Linked DNA regions of Mus musculus: region 1 is linked to region 2. Evidence: chromatin contacts called from public promoter capture Hi-C data. All regions are on one chromosome and are shown on one strand. Each heading gives the region's core, a stretch centred on a gene start, on an enhancer-like site or on the middle of the called end of the contact. The rest is flanking DNA. Distances are from core to core; before and after follow the strand shown. Region 1 overlaps Hs3st3b1 (heparan sulfate (glucosamine) 3-O-sulfotransferase 3B1). Region 2 holds the start of Zfp286os (a long non-coding RNA gene).

Region 1 (2,714 bases), core at 180-2,679, 1.2 Mb before region 2:
CAAGTGTTTGGTCACAATGATGAATGACTAATAAGTGCTATCCTGTGTTTCCATGCCCGTGCCCCAAGTATTTCATCCCGGAAGCCAAAGTTACAATTCTGTTGAACAGTTTTCAGCAAGGACTGCTTTTGCTGGTGAGCAGAAAAGATGGCGCCTAGAATCAAAGGCCATTGCTAGAGCGCCTTCATGATGAGGGAGAGGGTATACATCCTCAAAGTGACTGCTGGTTGTTGGGGTGGAGTCTGTCATTAAAGGAAAGCCCTGTAATTAGAAATTCTACTTCCAAGAGAGACCTGCAGCTGGAGCAGCTGCAGACTCTCCACACAGCATTCCTGGGTGCTGAAGAGGGGGATGCTGGAGCCAGGGTACCCATTCGGCAGTCAATGGGTGGGCCTGTAGGTAGCCATCTGTCTGAGGATGTGGTCAACCCCCTCCCCGTTCCAGGGGCCAGGGATGAGGGCTATATGGCCGATTCTATCCTCATTGGCTCCTTATTTCCAACCAACCCCACCCTTTTGGTTGGTTCTTTCTTTCTTTCTCTCTTTCTTTCTTTCTCTCTTTCTTTCTTTCTCTCTTTCTTTCTTTCTTTCTTTCTTTCTTTCTTTCTTTCTTTCTTTCTTTCTTTCTTTCTTTCTTTCTGATCTCAACACATTTCATTTTTGTTTCCCTCAATGTCAAACTTCTTCCTGAGCATTGAACCCGGGTCCTTGTACATGCTAGCCAAGTATACTGTAGGCATGAGCCATCAACCTCAGGCCTCAGTTGCCAAACGTCATTAAGATGGTCAACTCTAGCAAAGACGGTGTAGTGCACACCTAAACTCCCAGCACTTGGCAAGCAAGCAGGAGGATCTCGGCTTGAGGCTACTTAGTACAACCTCTATCTCAAAACACAGCAGCAACAACAAAACACCCTCTTCATTCTTTTGCACAGTGTAAACTGTGTTGCTGTGCCCTTTTATCTGACCACCAAAGGAGAGGCTGGGTCAGGGGATAAGAAATTATAGAGACCTAGCCAGTGGCTGGGGTCCCCCCCCCCTTCCCATCACTGACTCAACAGACAAATCCACTGTCTGGTTTATAGCTAGGCTAATTTAATTTTCAGCTCAGAGGCCACCCCCCTGCCCATTTGGTGGTAATCTCAGATGGTTAATGAGCTAGAAGGAGAGCCAGCCTATGGGATGGCCTTTCACTCCTTGCCTCAGTGACTTAGCAGGCCTGATTTATTAGCCGTTTGTTCCTGGTGTGAGTGGGCCCAGGCAGTCTGACACAGCTTCCTGACTCTCCCCTCTTCTAAAGACCCACTGAGCTCTGGCTTCTGGCCTTAGCTTTTGGACCTCTCTCTTCCTTTCACAGCTGGGGTTGAGTGGAAGGGAGGAGAGCCTAGGACACAGAGAGCCTCAGGCCACCTCCTCTGCCCAGCCAGCCTGCCTGGCCTGTGAAACTCCTCCAGCTCTTTATTTCGGAAGCATTTGTCCCCAGCCAAGCCAGCATTGAGCAATTCTGGCCTGAAATTCGGTCTCAACATTTGGGCAAGTGCTTTCCTTCTGTAGGACTGCGATACACTTGAGAAAAGACTGAAAGCCTGCTCTGTAAAGTGGGCTCGTCGGAGCTGGGGAAGGCAAAGAAGTGGGCTTTTAGCTTTGTGACTACTGACTTTAGAGACGGTTTCACTTCTGCTTCCTAAATTAATCTGCTTCCCTCACACACAATGGTTCGTTATGCCATCACACGCTTTGTGTCAACCAACATCTGAGTACACTTATCACCTGGATGGTATCTGGGACCCTCTGAGGCCTTGTGGGACTCTAGTTACATAGGTAGCTTGTTAATAACCAACCCCTGTTGTACGTCCATACCACCTCATATATGTGGTTCATATCAAATTTGAAACCAGACCTTTTCAGGTTTGACTGGCAGGCAGGGAGGACAGAGACCGAACTCTTTCCAAAGGAGGTTGGTGATAATGGATGGGTCAGAGAGCAATGGTGATGATATTTGCACATGTTGATCCCATAGGCTGGCTTCCCTTCTAGCTCCTTAACCATCTGAGATTACCACCACGTGGGGGTGGGCGGTGGGGATGGCCCATCTGAGAACCATAGCCTCGGGATGGACATGACCCTAGAAATTCAGCTGTCTAGAGTCTGCGTTCCTGCTTCCCTATTGCCCTATATAAATCTTGGGGTCCAGAGGCTTCTCCTCCCTAAGCTACTTTGCCCCCTCCTTTTAATGTAAAGCACCAGAGGGTCCCCTTGTGTCTCCATCCTTTGCTTGCTCCATCTGCAGGGCTCCGTGGTAACATGGCTGACGTAGGGCAAGGCTGCCTCTTCCTTACCAGAGGCAAGCTGCTGTGGTTCTGTAGCGGGGACTTTGAGCATCGTGCAGGTCGGTGTCCTGGAGGTTTGGCTGAACCGCTTAGACCCCACCCTTTCAAAGTTTAATGAAAGACAATGAACGGCCTCAACCTCACAGCCAATATCGGAGAATGAGCTGAACCCATGGGCCCCATGGGATGGGATCAGAAAACCCAGACGATACCATCATCTCTGTCCACTCTGGCCTGTTAGCACCTTGAGCAGGCTCGTGGCCAGCTGGTGGGCTGGCATCGGGAGCTCTTACCCTGTGTCTGTGCACTCCTGAAGCTGAGGGCCAGCTTCCACTTATTTGCTGCACAGAGGACTCTTAGCTTTCTCAGGGTCTGTGACTCCTAAA
Region 2 (2,700 bases), core at 186-2,685:
CTGTGTGGCCTGTGGCCTGGAAGATCTTCCCATCCTAACCCTTGGGCCCAACGCAGGGAAAGAGGGCTGAAAAAAGCTACCAATCCCTGAACAGAGAAACCCACCAATCCCTGAGCTCCCCCAAGCTCAGGACTTGAAATCCTACCAATCCTCAATCCGGAAATCTCTGTGGGGGTTCTCCTCCCGCCCCCCAAAAGCTCCGCCCCTAGCTGTGTAAACCCTGCTCTTGGTTCAACTTCTTGCTGTCCACTCCTGGGAGCAGTGGCAGCCACCCCTGGATTTGTCCCTCGTCTCCCTGGATTCATCCTTCCACTAGATCTCTTTCCTGAGATTTGCTGTCTGGTGGGACTCTCTTATCAGAAGCAGCCAAGAAGCAATGAAGAGAAGGGAAGAATGAGAAAAGGGGAGCAAGGCTGAGTGAGCCTCGTGAGCAACTCGGCTCAGCTGGGGAGACCCTCTCCTGGGAGCTGCAATGCCTCTGCTGAGGAGACTTCCTCTCAGAGCTGTGTGGTTCCTGGGCCGGGTGTCTCGGGATGCTCTTCCATCGGGATAACCTTCTCCCCTCTGAGCAGTGTGGCTCCTGGGTTCCTGAGTCCCAGGATACACTTCCAGACTGGTCAAAGTGTGAACCTGTCCATCATCAAAGATCCAGTCTCTTGTAGAAAGAAGATGGACCGGTATGATGTCAGAACTGTGTGAAATCTCTTTCCCGGACCTAAGTTTCCCCACTGGCTGGCACCAGACCCCTTTAGCATATTTTCATCCCTGTCAGGAAAGTTAAAGAACCAAAAATGATAGTGTAGATAGATATCGCCAGTTTTCCAATCAAGAAATTCAAAGCCAAGCAAAGTGTGGACATTCACCAACTCTCCTGGCTTCTGAGACTTTATAGGTGGCCTCTCTGCTCTCTGGGTGCCTTTCTTTAGCAACACAGAGGTGACCTTAGAAAAGATCTTGCCAAAGGTTCCTAGTGCTAGAGAGTGACACGGCCGTGGCCTCTAGACACAAACATTCCAATGTGATTGTATTTCTTAGATTGCGCGGAAGGTTGATAATCAGTAAACTGTTCTTAATCGCGAGGAAGGTTAAATGAAGAGTCTCTGAATGAAGGTTAACGTTGGCCGCCTTGCGGCGCGGTTCCGTGCTCACCGAGCGCCCTCTGCCGGGCACACAGCGGCCGCCAGGTACTTCTGCCCGGGTGCAGACGGGGGTGCGCTTTCCCTTCGTGAGTGCACGGCCTGGCCGATCCGGACCTAGCCTATCGGACCCTCCCATCCCTGAGGAGAGCGGCCTGGGCCACAGAGGCGGGATGCTGTAGGTCTCCCCTGCGCCCTCTGGTGGAGCGGAGCTTCAGAGCTGCAGCGTCACCAAGACCTCAGCCCTACCCGGGCCGGAGCAGCGGACCGCGTCAGAGAGGAGGGTGGACAATCCAAGGCCAGCCTCACCGGAGATGGCTTAGCCTGAGAGCTGAGCTGCATTCCTTCACCGGGCAGCTTGCACTGGCTGGCTGATTTTAAGCCATTTCAAATGATCCCTTTTTAAGCCATTTGTCATTCCCTGGCACGATCGTGGAATAGAATAATGTGCATTGGTTGGGACATGCTGGACTGGTCCAGGGTGCTGTAAGCGCTGCCAGAGCGTGCACCCTTCCTTCTTTACTTTTAAATGCACTGATACGGGAACCACAAGTGAGGTTTCTCCTTAAGTCTGTTGATAATTGTGCAGTAGATGGAAGAAACTCTTGTAGTTTCTAAAAGAATTTACCTAATACTCATAGAGTAGATGTTAAGTCAAACTCAGGTAGACGAAGAAAGGGTGCAGAGCTACAACATTCCAGTTCTCCAGAATCACTAAAGTTTATTATTAATCGATCCGCCTTGTTTGTACAATCTTTAACACAGGTGTGTCTTTTTTTTTTTTTTTTTTTCTTTTTTCTTTCTGGAAACTTCAGGTCACAAACAGGCTAAACACTGTGTCTAGCTGTGTGGCTTGTGTCTTGGTTAAAGGGATAAGATGCTGCAAGGGTGGTTAGCACTGGCCACTTTTGTTCTTTGAGACAGCTTTAGAGAACTTTTTAAATTTTGTGTATTGGAATAATAATGCCCATCAGATTAGTGTAAAGATTAAATGAGAATGTGTTTTTAAAGTTGCTTGTGCAATGTCAGACCAACCAGCTGTGACTACATTTAATAATCTTATGAACCCTAGATCTCCGGGGGCGGGGGGGAGAGACAAGTTGGATCTCACTGATGTTGCAGGGGTCTTCCCTGTGTTTCATGGGGCTCATCCCTGTGTTCCCTCATGGGAGCCCTGTCTCAGGGTTCCTGCGTGGTGAGTCTGAAGTTTCTAAGGCAGGACTGGTTTGCACGGTTTACCACTCTTCCCTACATTCCTCTCGGCAGGACAGCCACCCTTTCAGAAAGCAGAAGCAGAGATGGCTGCTGGGATGTTTGCAATTGGACCCCTGGTAAGTCGGGGTCTACTGGTTCCTGCCTGCTGCGTTGTCTGGGGGGCATCTACTGTTCTGGAATCTCGAAGCTTCTCTGCCTCACCCACACTCCTTCAACTGAGACCAGAGCCACATTTTTTGACCTATAAAAAATGGGGCCACCCCAATAAAAGTTATTATGTGTAAAAGAAAGTGCTCTCTGTTGGGGGGACAAAGGCCCGTGTAACCACTGAGCACTAGGGAGCCAGGAA

Evidence for each region. Promoter capture Hi-C pulls out the DNA fragments that hold promoters and counts their contacts.
Region 1: a contact with region 2 is called in a promoter capture Hi-C map of pre-B cells, with 7 times the contacts expected there. The contact joins the enhancer-like site here to the promoter of Zfp286os in region 2. A contact is called at or near these places in 6 of 39 promoter capture datasets (the 3T3-L1 cell line, cranial neural crest, frontonasal cranial neural crest and 3 more) and 6 of 484 Hi-C or Micro-C datasets (B cells, cerebral cortex, cortical neurons and 3 more).

Annotation. Positions count from the first base shown.
Region 1 is chr11:63,905,621-63,908,334 of GRCm38.p6, reverse strand. All of the region lies in intron 1 of Hs3st3b1 (heparan sulfate (glucosamine) 3-O-sulfotransferase 3B1), which reads left to right. Among named protein-coding and RNA genes, the nearest start is that of Hs3st3b1, 15 kb to the left of the region's middle. Within about 2 kb of position 1,429, at least 92 of the 459 cell types and tissues checked have an H3K27ac peak or open chromatin away from gene starts, as enhancers often do. A contact at or near this core is called in B cells, pre-B cells and pro-B cells, where this site is marked.
Region 2 is chr11:62,755,555-62,758,254 of GRCm38.p6, reverse strand. Zfp286os (a long non-coding RNA gene) reads right to left here and starts at 1,435. Exons shown (of 3, transcript XR_879919.3): 1 at 1,150-1,435. It also overlaps a transcript of Zfp286 not described here.